Linked DNA regions of Mus musculus: region 2 is linked to region 1. Evidence: chromatin contacts called from public HiChIP or PLAC-seq data. All regions are on one chromosome and are shown on one strand. Each heading gives the region's core, a stretch centred on a gene start, on an enhancer-like site or on the middle of the called end of the contact. The rest is flanking DNA. Distances are from core to core; before and after follow the strand shown.

Region 1 (6,865 bases), core at 451-2,950:
CCAGCATCAACCTGTGGCTCCCACACATGTAGGTACACATATGCATAATCACTTGCACATATACATGTGATTGTGCATACATATATACATGAAAAGAGCAAGAAAAAGAACCAATGCGAGTTGTCCAGGCAAGCAGGGAAACACAGCACTTAGCGAGGACCAAGATGGAAAGAGGGCTTGCAGAACCCAGCCGAAGAGCCTGTCTTAGGAACCAGCATCGTCCCTAGTATAAGGACAAGGAAAGAGGACTTATATTTGGGTAATAAAAATGTTTCTAGAACACAATAGGACATACACTAAAATAATTGGAACACATTGGAAAGGGTGTAGATGTATCATACCTTTAACCTGCTTTGATAATAAATAGTGGGGGTGGGGTTTGTTGTTGTTTCTTTCAGGAATTTTTGGGTTTTGTTTTTGGTGCTAGGAATTGAACCCATGGCTTTGTACATGCTAAGCATGTCCTCTACCTCTGGACTATACCAGCCAATTTCTCAGTAGTTTTCACCAAAGACAAGAATTTGGGAAAAAAAATCTGACTATAAATATAATTAAAACATCTGCTCAGGCAAATGATAAGACTGTAGCCAGCTCTGTCACCATAGTCCTGTTCCCTGATTAAATTAAATTATTTACATTTGTTTTTTTCTTTTTTGTGAGGAAATTTGTTGTTTGTCTCCATAGACAAATTAAAAGGGTTGACTTGGGGATTAAAAGAATTCCTCAGGCCTGGTGGCTGGAGAGGTGACTCTGCAACTAAGAGCATTTATTCTTTAGAGAACTCAATTCCTGCTTCCATCACCGTGTTAGGCACCTCAGAATCGTGTATAGCTCCCATCTCTAGGGGATCTGACTGACACCCTCTTCTGGCTCAAGGGGCCTGCACATACATTTTGCTCATTCAAACAGACAACACATGCACACATTAAAAAATATTAAAAGCAAGAACTCTTTGATGCCATTGAAAAGAGTCGGAATGTCTAGACCAGTGGATGCTAAACATGGGACTGCAGATTTGTGTCAAGCTGTCTGCATAATGTTCATCTACAAGGGACTGGAGAGACATCTCAATGGTTAAGAGCAACGGTTGCTCTTCTGAGTTCAGGTCCCAGCACCCACATTTTGGTTCACAACGATCTACAACTGCTGTTCCAGGGGATACAAGGACCAGGCACCCACGTTGTGCACAGACATTTGCAGGCAAAACACCCAAACATGTAAATAAGATAAATCTTTAAAAAAAAATTCATCTAGGACCTTGTTTAAAATTTGCTTCCAGTCCTGTGTTTTAGATTCTGGTTCAGCAGGTTTGAAGGGGAGACTTGGGAATGCTTATTCCTTTGAAAACATTCTAGATAACTCTGATGAATAATCAGATTAAGCGTCTAGTCTGATTTTTCCGTTTTGAAGGTAGAGAACTAAGTCCTGTGGAGAACATTGTTTCCCAAAGTCAGTTAGAGGGCAGGGTGGTAGTGGAACTCTAACAGATCTTGTTCTTCCTGTTTAGCCCAGTGCTCACCTTGCTGTGGTGGGTTAGTGGAAGTTATTGGGTAAAGAGAGTGATGGCTGTTGCAATAGGAAGAATGCATATTTGAAGTTTGACCTGGGTGCCTGGAAGTTAAACTCATTTGAGAGTACTTGTTAACTCCTTGCCTGTAGCTCAGGAGAGGTGCTTTTTGATATGGAAAGGCTGATGAAGAGAGAACAGCTTGTGAACGCTGGGGTAGAACAGTGGTCCTGGGCCCCACCCAGTTCAGGCTGGAGCATAGTAATTGCTCAGAGCAGGCCTGCTTTCACCTTGGAAGTCACTCTTCCAAGTCTGATGTCCTATGGGTGCTGCTATTTTGTTCGTTGGTTGTTGGGTTGGACTTTCTTGTTTCCTGCTTGTTTATCTTTCTGTTTCCTGTACGTACGTATCACTATCCTTTCCATGTGTCTGTCACAGATGGAGGCAGAGAGCTCTAAAGTATGTGAAAGTTTACTTTCCCTGCTTTTATTGTGTTTTTTGTATACATAATCAAGGTACCAAACATTAGTTGCACTATATCCCATTACGCTCAGGTTCTTTTGGGTTCTCATCCACTACTTTTTCCTTTCTGCTCTAAATCATTAGCAGGTCCTCTGAGTTAACTCCAGTTAAATCCATCAGCCTCACCTTTAGTATTATTTGGATTCCCATGTGTTTATTTCAATGCTAGGTGTGGTGGTGTGTTTCAGTATTATCTTGTGCACAAGTCTTTGTTACTCTTTTCAGGGAAAATGATAGAGTCTTAGCTAAGAAATTTTGTTACAAACTCCTATTTAGATCCTAGACAAGAAAACAGGTGTCCATTGAGTATGTGTAGCTGGTTGGTTTCTTTGCTTCTGTGTAACCTGTCTCACAACTCAAGTACCTGCAGAGCTGGCTAGGTAGAAACGGAAGATGTTGGAAGACAGGTGAAAAGTAGCAGGTTTTCTAGAGGGTATGAGAATCAGCAAAAGGCTACACAGTAGCACTTTCCTTCCCCGGTAAGAGTGTCTGTAAGAAGAGACAGCTGTTTCATCTTGTGTGTAATTTGGTTATACTTTGAATCTTTTGCATAGGTACTTTTCCCTCCAAGCCACACACCCCCTTGGATTTGATGATGTTGTACGATTAGAAATTGAATCTAATATCTGCAGGGAAGGTGGACCACTTCCTAATTGTTTCACAACTCCATTACGTCAGGCCTGGACAACCATGGAGAAGGTAACCAAGATCTTCAAATGAACAAATGAACAGATCATCATTGATTTTATATAAATAGAATAATTATGGGTTGTAAAAAAAAAAAAAAGATCTTCAAATGTTAAACTATGAGAAGTTTTACTTGTGGAACTCTGAAAATATAATGTATAACAACTGTGGGAACTGTGGGAAATTGAAACAGTACAGCACAGTGATTAAGAGCAGAGACTTGAATCTTGACTTGGTGTGTATTAACCTTACGTTTGTAGGCTTAATCAGCCCAGGCTGTTACTGAACTCCTAATACCATTTCCTCATCTGTAAAATAGAAATAACATCAAAGTTATACAGTATTAAAATAAAGTAATGATATAAAATGTTTATTATCTTAATGACCACATTAAAAATATTAACTGTTATTAGCTACAGTAGCAGTATGAGACAAAGTTAATTTCTGAATAATTGACAAATAACTATTGATCCTCAAGATTGAAACATTAATGATTCTAAAATGCCATACACAAAAATACTGAATGTATATAGATGCTTGGAAAGTAGCTCAGTCAGGCTTGTTAGTATCCGCAGGAATTCCATTTCCTTCTTTTCCTTCCCTTCCTTCCTTCTTCCCTTCCTTCCTTCTCCTTCCTTCCTTCTTCCCTTCCTTCCTTCTTTCCTCCTTTCTTCCCTTCCTTCCTCCCTCCCTCCCTCTTTCTTTCTTCCTTCCTTTCTTTCTTTCTTTCTTTCTTTCTTTCTTTCTTTCTTTCTTTCTTTCTTTCTTTCTTTCTGTTTTAATTTTATTTTTTTGGTTTTTTGAGACAGTTTTACTGTATAGCCCTGGCTGTCCTGGAACTCACAGAAATTCACCTGCCTCTGCCTCCCTTAGTGCTGGGATCAAAGGCGTGTGCTGCCACTACCACCTCCTGACCCTCAATAATTTCTCAAGAAACCAGGTATGGAGAGGTAGCCTCTAATCCTAGTGCTGAGGACCCAGGAACAGGAGGATCCAGCCAATTGGTGAGCCCCAAGTTCAGTGAGAGACTTTGTCTTGAAAAATAAGGTGGAGAAGTGATTGAGGAAGACACTCAAAAATTAGTCTCTAGTTTCCACATGCATGCACATAAACATACACACAAAAAGGACTAAATTAAAAGAATTAGTATAAAAGGCTGGTATCAATAACAACTCCAGGTAGTCACTTTTTCATAATTAAAATAATTTTTTTTTCTGATTTTTTTTTTTTAAGGAAGTCCGGGTCTTGTGAAATATAAAAGATATAAACTTCATGAAAATAAAATACAGAGAAAACCAAGATATATAGTTGGGTGTATTGACACACAACTTACAATCTCAGATAGGTGGAAAAGATGAAATGTTTAAGGCTAGGAGATATGGGACTTGTTTGATTCCTGGAACTCAAAAAATGCTGAGTGGCACACATCTTCGAACACTCCTGTGCTCAGGAGATCCCTGGGGCCCACTATCCAGCCAGTACAGAGAGATGGCTGATCTCTAGACCAGTGAGAGACCAAGTCCCTGAGGATCACACACACTGACATATTAAACAGCAAAGAGAAGGGCTAGCAGGAGTTCTCAGATTCAGAGGTCAGTTCCCAGAGTACATGGGAGAGAGAGGCAGAGAATTAACACTTGCACGTTGTCCTCTCACATCTACGTGTGGGACGTTGCACATAGACAACTATTTGTACATACACATAAACAATAAATAAAATTAAATTGAAAAAAAGAAAAGTGAAAATATGACATATTCAACAAATTCTGTTGAATATTTCTATACTAGTTATTGGTGTTATACTGGTAAACAAATGGGGCTTTGGACCTCTGGAACTTATGTCTATAAAAAGATATTTTAAACCGGGCATGGTGGCACACACCTTTAATCCCAGCACTCAGGAGGCAGAGGCAGGTGGATTTCTGAGTTCGAGGTCAGCCTGTTCTACAAAGTGAGTTCCAGGACAACCAGGGCTATACAGAGAAACCCTGTCTCGGAAAACCAAAAAAAAAAAAAGATATTTTAATTACAGACAGACATACCAACAGTTGTTACAAGTGCTGTGAAGGAAGTCTGTAATGGGAGATGATAAATGAGTACTTATTCAGCACCATTAATAATTCTTTTTTTTAATTTATTTTTTTTAATATTACATATTTTCCTCAATTACATTTCCAAAGCTATCTCAAAAGTCCCCCATACCCTCCCCCCTACTTCCCTGCCCACTCATTCCCATTTTTTTTTTGTCCCTGGCGTTCCCCTGTACTGGGGCATATATAGTTTGCGTGTCCAATGGGCCTCTCTTTCCAGTGATGGCCGACTAGGCCATCTTTTGATACATATGCAGCTAGAGTCAAGAGCTCCGGGGTACTGGTTAGTTCATAATGTTGTTCCACCTATAGGGTTGCAGATCCCTTTAGCTCCACCATTAATAATTCTTAAGTGACCATAAAGACATACTTTAGTTGGCATTTATTCAGCAAGTGCCATTAGTCAATTGGAAACAGATAAGAAAATCAGCACCAGGAAGCTTGTGTGGACACAGATAATCTATAACCAGTAATATAAATTAAAAACATCTCTTTGGTAGGTACAATCGTCAGATATCTGAAGGTTAAAATTAAACTTAGCAATCTCATTCCTTGTAATTTTTAAAATATTTCTTTTTAGTTTCATGTCTGTGTTTGGGTTGTATACCTGGGTGAAGATGCCGATCGAGGCTGGAGGTGTTCTATCTCCCTGGAGCTTGAGCTACAGGGAGTTGTGAGCCACCTGACGTGGGTTCTGCGAACCAAACTCAGGTCTGAGCCATCTCTTCAGCCCACATGCCTTATTATTTATCTTAGGGAAGTCAATTCAGAATTAAAATCAGTATGTGGTAAAGACTACCAACCTGTCACTATGTAATGTCCATGAAAAGTGTGGGCGGGCAACAACACTTGATTTTAGTGGCAGCGAAAACTGTACAAAAGGCTAGAAGTGTAACAGAGAGAAGTAGAAGTGATGGTGATGTTGCTATTAGTGATAGGCTTGTAGGTAAAGCTATTCAAAGAAATTTTACTAGATGTATTTGATTTTCGTCTTTAAAATGTTGTTCCTCTTTCAGGTCTTTTTGCCTGGTTTTCTGTCCAGCAATCTTTATTACAAATATTTGAATGATCTCATCCATTCAGTTCGAGGAGATGAATTTCTTGGAGGGAATGTTTCCCTGGCTGCTCACGGCTCTGTCTGCCTTCCTGAGGAGTCTCACTCAGGTGGTTCCGATGGCTCCACTGCTCAGGTATTAGCCAATGTCACTCTATCAATGGGATGGGAGGCATAGAGAGCCTCTCCTCCAAATGCCAGCAGTAGATCCCATTCGTATGTTTTAAGTAGTAGATAGAAGAAAATAAAATCAGCTTATTTGTAAACTCTAGTCAGACTGTAAATAGTAATTAGGCTTCTACTATATTGTAAAGTATTATGTTCTGTCATAAAAGCTGTTCATCTGTTGGACAACATGCCTTTTTGTTTTAGTGACAAAGTATGTGTGTGTACATGCTCAAAAGTGCAGAGGACAGGTCAGCCTTGGATGTTACTCCTCAGACATTATTCACCTTGGTTTTTGACATAGGGTCTCTCACTGGCCCTGACTTAACATTAGGTTAGGTTGGCTGACCAGCAAGGCCTAGGAATCTGCCAGCCTCTACCTCCCCAGTTGACACTCTTGCATGGCTTTTGGATTGACCTGACTGTGTTGACAGTGACGTATACGGAGAAGCTGGGTCAGATGGGCTGTGAACTTTGATGGATGCATTAGCAGCCCAGACAACACTCAGCATCTCTGTTATACACAGCGAAACAAGGAGGTGGCTTTTTTATATACAGCTGAATCTCAGTACAGGGGCCTCCGTAGGGTAGCAGTCTTGGCTATAATCATGCAGAGAGCAGCAGCTGTGGTTGATATTTCCTGCATACAGCTGTCACTATCCATACTTAGACCAAGGAAAAGCATTGCCATTCCTTTGGTTCTGAAGCACTGCTGCCCTTAACATGACCATGGTCACATCCATAGTACACATTCTCTCAGGGTGCTCCCTCAGGGTGTTGTCTGGGATTATAAACACTCCACCATGGCCAGATTCTTTGTGTGGGTCCTGGGGCTAGACC
Region 2 (6,756 bases), core at 413-2,912, 460 kb before region 1:
TTCTTTTACTCTTTCTTTCTGTCTGCCTTTCTTTTTGTTTGTGTCTGTCTGTCCTTTGTTTGTTTCTTTTAGTGGGCCAGGACTTCTTCATGTAGCCTTGGCTGTCCTAGAACTTGCTTTGTTGTTGAACTCTCAGAGATCTGCCTGTCTTTTTATTTGCTTCCTGTCTGTATGCTACTACCACTTGGCTCTTCTAATCTATGTGCACATCTTTTCATTTGTCTAGATCATTACTGTTAATTCCTATTTAAAGTGTTTTATAATTTCTTCTGTAGAAGTGATGTGCATATCTGTTTATTTTTGGCTATTTCAGTAATTTTAATGTATTCTGCGTTCTCTCTCTCTCTCTCTCTCTCTCTCTCTCTCTCTCTCTCTCTCCCCTTTTTTGAGACAGTGTCTTATTATGTATCATTACTGGCTTTGGAATGTAACTATTTAGACCAGGCTAGCCTTGAACTCACAGTGATCTTCCTGCCTCTGCCTCCCAAATTCTGGGATTAAAGGCCTGCACCAACATGCTTAGCAATTTTAATGTATTCTTTGTTTCTATAAGTTCTTGGCTCATACAGTCATGAGTGCAGACATCATCAGCTTGATTCCAGACCATCGTAGAAAATAAATATCTTAGTGAACAATGTCATGAGCTTTTTGGTTTTCTAGTATATATAAAAATTTATTTTTGTTCCATGCTGTAGCCTGTTAAATATGCAGCAGTATTACATCTAAAGGAGTGTGTGTACCTTAAGTCAGAAGTAATTTAGATCTAGACATAGTTGCATATACCTTTAATCCCCAGCATCCTAGAGGCTGGGGCAGTGGGATCACATGTTTGAGGTCAGCTTGATGTTGACCATCTACGATGTTGCTGTAATGGTTCTGACAGACTCACATATCTCTCATAAAAAAACTTCAGTTTACTAAAAATAGGTCAGCTAAAGGTGAGAGCTCCTTAGGGCTTTGTTTAGGGTATGCATAGCCTTGTATATACACACAACTTTCTGGGTTCCAATGGATGTGTTGCAACTTTTCAAATATCTTCTGATCTCTTGCTATTTTCATAGATGTTCTTTTTGCATTTTTAAGACATATAAAATATTGTTAATAGTAGCTTACATTTTGAGTGCATTGTGGTAAATGCTGTAGGTAATTTAATAAATGCGAATGAAGGACCAGCCTTGGCTAGGTCCAGATTCCTGAGAAAAGGGTTGTCTGGGAGCTTTGAAAACAAACTACTTGAAGTCAAACATGAGCCAAGCTGGTGCCCTATGTCTGCTTGAGACAGCTTTCCAGTCTGCTTTCTCTGCAGATCTCCAGACAGCTCTCTCTATGCTCTGCCTGTGGCATTTCTCTCTTCCTATTTAAAAACCATCTTTGGATAGCTAACTCTCGCAGATCATAAACCCGATCTCTTGTTCTCCATATTAATCCAGTCATTTACTCCAAGCTTCCTTAGGATGATCCAAAGCATCTGCATCTGGGACAAGCACATTTTCTTTTAACATTGCAAAAGAATTCAGAAATCTGTCTGCCTCTATTAAGCATAGACAATAAACTAGCAGAGTGGGACCCTATCCTGAAATTACCATTTCTATCACACCTGCTCAGTCCCTGGCTGAACCTGAATTCTGGAATCTGTCTGCCTTTGTAAGCATAAAAACAAAACTAATGAGCTGGGTGGGGTCTCTCGGAGTGCCACTCCCTACATCTCTTCTCTCCTTCCTCTGTAACTCTCTTGATAAGTTGGCTGGAAGCGCAGCTGCCTTTGTTCCTTTAGCTTTGTGAAACCCCTCATATAATTAATATTGCATCCTTAGGTTTTGAGGAGTTAGGTATTTTTGAACAAGTTTTTAAGAGTTCTTTTCCATAGCCATCAGAGCTATCCTGAAGGTCTCAGCACTTACCTTCTTCAAGCATGTTGACTTGCTGAGACATTAGCCACACCTCCAGTACTCTTTGCTGTCTCTGATTTTCATGGAGTCACCAACATTAACTGGGAGGACTTTCCTTGGAGGAGGAATGTTAAGTATATATGTTATTATACAAACAAGCCTCGTGCTCCCCAACCCCCCACCCTCCCCAGCCTTCACCTCTGGTGGAGGCTCACACCTCCTGGTCCTGTCCCAAGTACAGGAACCATGTCATTCTGTCCCTAACAAGGCCATGCCAGACTTGGCTAATAAATAATCTATATGTAATATGTGATATTGTTAGTATACATATTTTACTCCTTTAGTTTTTCTAACTTAATAATCTATGCTGAAATTTCCCTTTTGTTCAATTACTTTTTAAAGTTGTGAGTGGCAGAGATATAGATTTTTATAGATGGAACGTGAAGATTGACTTTACTCTCAGGAGAGACAATGCTTAGTCTTTGACTCTTTTATCTTTTTATTTTTTAGGGAACTCCTGGCACTTACTTGTCTTCTCATAATCAGGCTTATCCACAAGAAGCCCCTAAGCCCTCCGTGGGGTCTATCTCTCTGGGATTGCCCCGGCAGCAGGAGTCTACCAAAGCAGGTCAGTGAGTGGCCACAGTTCTATCACGCCTGTTTGTAGCATCATGGTCAGCCACTCAGTGGTTGGTCTTCTCATGGTTCTCTTTCTTTTCCCCATAGCTCCTTTGACCTACATCAAGCAGGAAGAATTTTCTCCGAGAAGCCAAAACTCACAACCTGAGGGTTTATTGGTCAGAGCGCAGCATGAAGGTGTGGTCAGAGGTAAAACTGTATCCAGTTTAACAGTTATGTTAAACCTTTGCCCATAGTAAACTTTATAAAGGAACTCATTAAAATTTTTTTGTGGGTACATCCTAAGTTGTGGTAACAGTGATAATTTTACTGGCCTTGGATATGCTGTATGGTCAAGTTTGAACTTGGATTCTCAGTCCTCCTACTTCAGCCTCCAAAGTATACATGAATACAAACAGCTTAGTCATTAATATATTTTAATGACTTATTTCTTCAAGTTACTGACTTTTATGTTTTTGCTTCCATGTAAAGATAGCTATTTTTTAAAAAAGATTTATTTATTTTTATTTATACAAGTACACTGTAGCTGTCTTCAGACACACACCAGAAGAATGCATTGGACCCCATTACAGATGATTGTTAGCCACCATGTAGTGGCTGGGAATTGAACTCAGGACCTCTGGAAGAGCAGTCACTGCTCTTAATCGCTGAGCCAATAACTTTAAAACTTTTGAAATTTGATGGGCATATAGTAATAAATCGAAACCAAAACCAAAAAGCCCCACCAAACTCTGACATTATTTGTCAGCCGTAATTTTTAATAATATATTTATTCTGTTATTTCATATATTTGTATAGTGCATTTTGATCATTTCCCCAACACCAACTCTTTCCCCCTCAACATGCTCCCTCCCACTCTCATGTTCTCAGCCACTGCTCTCTCATTTTTTTGATAGTGCAGTTATTATTGCCTATATATGCATGTGTATTTGTGCCATCTACTGGATTATAGGCAGTCTACACATGTTTCTAGTTCCCTAAAGAGAAATTGCTTCTTTCCCTAAGCAGTTATAAGCTACCAGTAGTTCCTCTGCTAGGGGTAGGACCTTCATCAATCAGTTTGAACAATCCTTTTAAAGATCATTATGATATTATTTGAGCCATGCATTTCATTAGGATAATTTTTGTTATGCTTGCCCCATTCTGCTGTGTGAGAACTTGTATTGTGGAGTAGGGGCTGCTAGGAAGAAGGCAATGATTTAGTGATGGTTTTGTTTTCATTCAGGCACTGCAGGGGCTGTCCAAGAAGGAAGTATAACTCGGGGAACTCCAGCCAGCAAAATCTCAGTGGAGACCATTTCATCGTTGCGGGGCTCTATTACCCAGGTCAGTGCATGGGCCATCATCTCCTGGAGCCTGGAAAGCTGGATTTCTCAGGAGTTTTAGTTATAGCAGTGCTCTTGTTATAGCAGCATGGGTCATTGTTCTTTTATGAGTCCAGCTCTCAGTAATAAACCTCAGATCTCCAGACCTTTTCCTTTCCGGCTGCATTTTAACTCCAAGCCATGGTATCTATACTGTAGTTATTCAAGGTGTTACTACTCACCTGGAAATTGGCAAAAGAAACTTGCAGAAGATATTATAGTCCTTATGGACTTCCTGTAAAAGCTTTTATCATGTGCTTAGATTAAATAGAAATTGAGAAGAAAACAATGAGAAATGCTTCTTTGTGAAAAGGTATATTTGTGATCTCAATGTGTAAGCTGCTGTGTTCAAATTCATTGAGTACATCAGAGACTAAACAGAATCCTAATTTTGATTAATTTCTTTTTCTAGCTAGATATTAATTTTAACTTGAAATGTTAAAACACCTCCTTTTTAAAATTTTTACATGAATGAGAAAAGTAGTGAAGTTCATATAGTCTGCCTTTTATAAACACGGATACAGTTTTTGTATATTGTTACTAGCCTATTGTTGTGGTGTATCCTTGTTACCTAAGGTATTGTTACCAGCGGTGTGGACACCCACGACCCTGAGCACCAGCATCCCTTGAGAAGTTGCTGGTCATAAATGCTTAAGCCTTGTGCTAGAGTTGCTGGGTATGAGCTCCAGCAGCCTGGGCTTTCCTGAGCCTTTGGTTGATTCTGCTCAGGACATTGTGATTCAGAGTCACCCTGTTAAGACAATTTCCAGTGTCGTAGTTGTTATGGCTTATGCTGATTTAGAGCATGACGTAGAAACTCCCTGTCTCTCGTTACATATTCAGTCAAAGTAAGTTAACCCTTAAATGTACACAGAGAATATAAGTGGGCCTCTATGCTGTCTTCACTTCCTTCTTAACTTTCCAGCATCCAACGTTTTGTTTGTTAGGTAAATAGTTTTAACTGGGTCAAATGACACTCTGTTGTATCTATTTTAAGATTTGCTCATTGGGACAGAGTGCATGTTGAGGATTTCCTGATGTTTCTGCTGAACTTTGTTCATGACTGGGTATGCTGGACGCATTGCTCCTGTCTTTCACTCACCCCCTTTAAACATCTGTTTCAGAGCGTATTGCCTCAAGTTCAAAGTAGTAGAGATCCTACACAGAGGAGTGGGGTAGATCTGGTCTTCATTTTCTTTACAGCCCAATCTACCCACTTATACAGCGTCCTATACAATAGACAGGAAACAGTTTCCCTAAAAGGAAGGGCATAAAGACCTACTGTCAGTCTAGTGGAGGACTAATGATGGTAAGACTCAGGTGATGTTTCCTGACTGAATATCTCACTAAACAAGGCATCTGAGCCTCTCCTCTTATTGATGACCAAAGCCCAAGCACCAGCCATAGGTTTGGGGGGGACAAAGCTGTTTTACCTCATATGCTATGATCATCTGAGTTCTCTGTGATAGTAGAGTTGAAGGAGCGAGATCGGGGGTTTCTTTATGTCTACAGGGGTGAGATGTTTTGTTTCCTCTGTGCACTTTGTTTTTTTGAAGACTGACCTGACTCTCAGTTTCTTTATTCTTCATGGCTGTGCTGCTTCTCAGCATTAGTGACTCTTGGATGCTTGTGGGGTTTTTTGATGACAGGGGACCCCAGCTCTGCCCCAGGCTGGAATACCAACAGAGGCTTTGGTGAAGGGACCTGTCTCCAGGATGCCTATTGAAGAAAGCAGTCCTGAGAAGGTCAGAGAGGAAGCTGCATCCAAGGGCCATGTTATCTATGAAGGCAAAAGTGGACATATCTTATCATATGATAGTAAGTATTGTTTATTCATTGATGCCAATCTTAGAACGTGAGACTGAAAAACAGGCTCTGATTTTACGTTCTTACTATAGGTAAGTCAGTTTATTTTTTGCAGTCCTGTTTTCTCCTTGCGAAAGGGGATATTTTGTAAAAAAAAAAAATCAATTAAGACTGTCAGTTAAGAGTTGTAAGAGTGTGCAGAGCACAGGGGAAGTATATTGTAATTAACAGCTGACATTGTCAGTGACTAGTCATTCCTTAACCTAGAAAAAGAATCTTCATTTAACTTAAATGGAATAGCTTTTATTTTAATAGGGGTCATATTTTTTTAAGGTTAAGAACTAAGGAACAGATAATCTGATAATCAAGATGAGAATGTTAGACTAAACTCCCCTTAATAAAAATGTATCTGTGCCTGTTTTTCCCTCTATCAAATCTAGCCATCCGTCTTTTCCTTCGAGTATATTTTCTAAGAATGACTAATATATGCTGTAATCATCAGGCACAGGGCTGAGTTTGAGTTTTCTGACTACAACCGTGAAATAGTTATTAGCGATATCTTCTCTTTGTCTCTAATACAAAGAGATGAACAGAATACCTGATGTTGTGTAATCTACACTAATCTTATTTCTTACTTTAACACTTCTAGCGTAGATGAGCATTGTACTTTGGGGAGAGGGAAAGAAGCTAGAAATCTAGGTATCTTTCTTTTTCTCTATCTCTCTTTTTTCATCTCCAGCATATTACAAAATCATTTAGATTGTTTCCTAAAGTCTCTGCAATCAATCCCTTATTCTGCCTGCAGCCATTACCTTTGGTCTGGACACCTTAGGGTGCTGACTTCCCTGGAGTAGTCACCATGCTTCCTGCTTTACCTTTGTGACCTTAAAGGATGAGTACAAGACTGTCCCATGCCAGCAACAGCCCACTCCACGGTCTCCTTTTGCTTACCCCTACAGGTTTTTTTGATTGCTCCTTTTCCTCTCAGCCCGAAACTTTGCTGCCTAACTTCCATTCTTCACATTGGCTTTGTACTGAGCTGATGATGTTTCTTTTAA

The links. HiChIP or PLAC-seq counts read pairs in DNA pulled down with a chosen protein or histone mark.
Region 2: an H3K27ac HiChIP or PLAC-seq map of embryonic stem cells shows a contact between it and region 1, with 4 times the contacts expected there. The contact joins two enhancer-like sites. A contact is called at or near these places in 7 of 484 Hi-C or Micro-C datasets (CD4 T cells, bone marrow-derived macrophages, cortical neurons and 4 more), 2 of 115 datasets of contacts at active chromatin or transcription factors (both in embryonic stem cells) and 1 of 9 other capture datasets (adipose tissue).

What each region holds. Positions count from the first base shown.
Region 1 is chr11:61,892,511-61,899,375 of GRCm38.p6, reverse strand. Akap10 (A kinase (PRKA) anchor protein 10) reads left to right here. Exons shown (of 15, transcript NM_019921.3): 9 at 2,584-2,728; 10 at 5,823-5,996. Among named protein-coding and RNA genes, the nearest start is that of Akap10, 34 kb to the left of the region's middle. Within about 2 kb of position 1,700, at least 6 of the 459 cell types and tissues checked have an H3K27ac peak or open chromatin away from gene starts, as enhancers often do. A contact at or near this core is called in embryonic stem cells, where this site is marked.
Region 2 is chr11:62,350,332-62,357,087 of GRCm38.p6, reverse strand. It overlaps Ncor1 (nuclear receptor co-repressor 1), which reads left to right. Exons shown (of 45, transcript NM_001252313.1): 23 at 2,400-2,517; 24 at 2,616-2,717; 25 at 3,754-3,854; 26 at 5,542-5,710. Among named protein-coding and RNA genes, the nearest start is that of Ttc19, 72 kb to the right of the region's middle. Within about 2 kb of position 1,662, at least 4 of the 459 cell types and tissues checked have an H3K27ac peak or open chromatin away from gene starts, as enhancers often do. A contact at or near this core is called in embryonic stem cells, where this site is marked.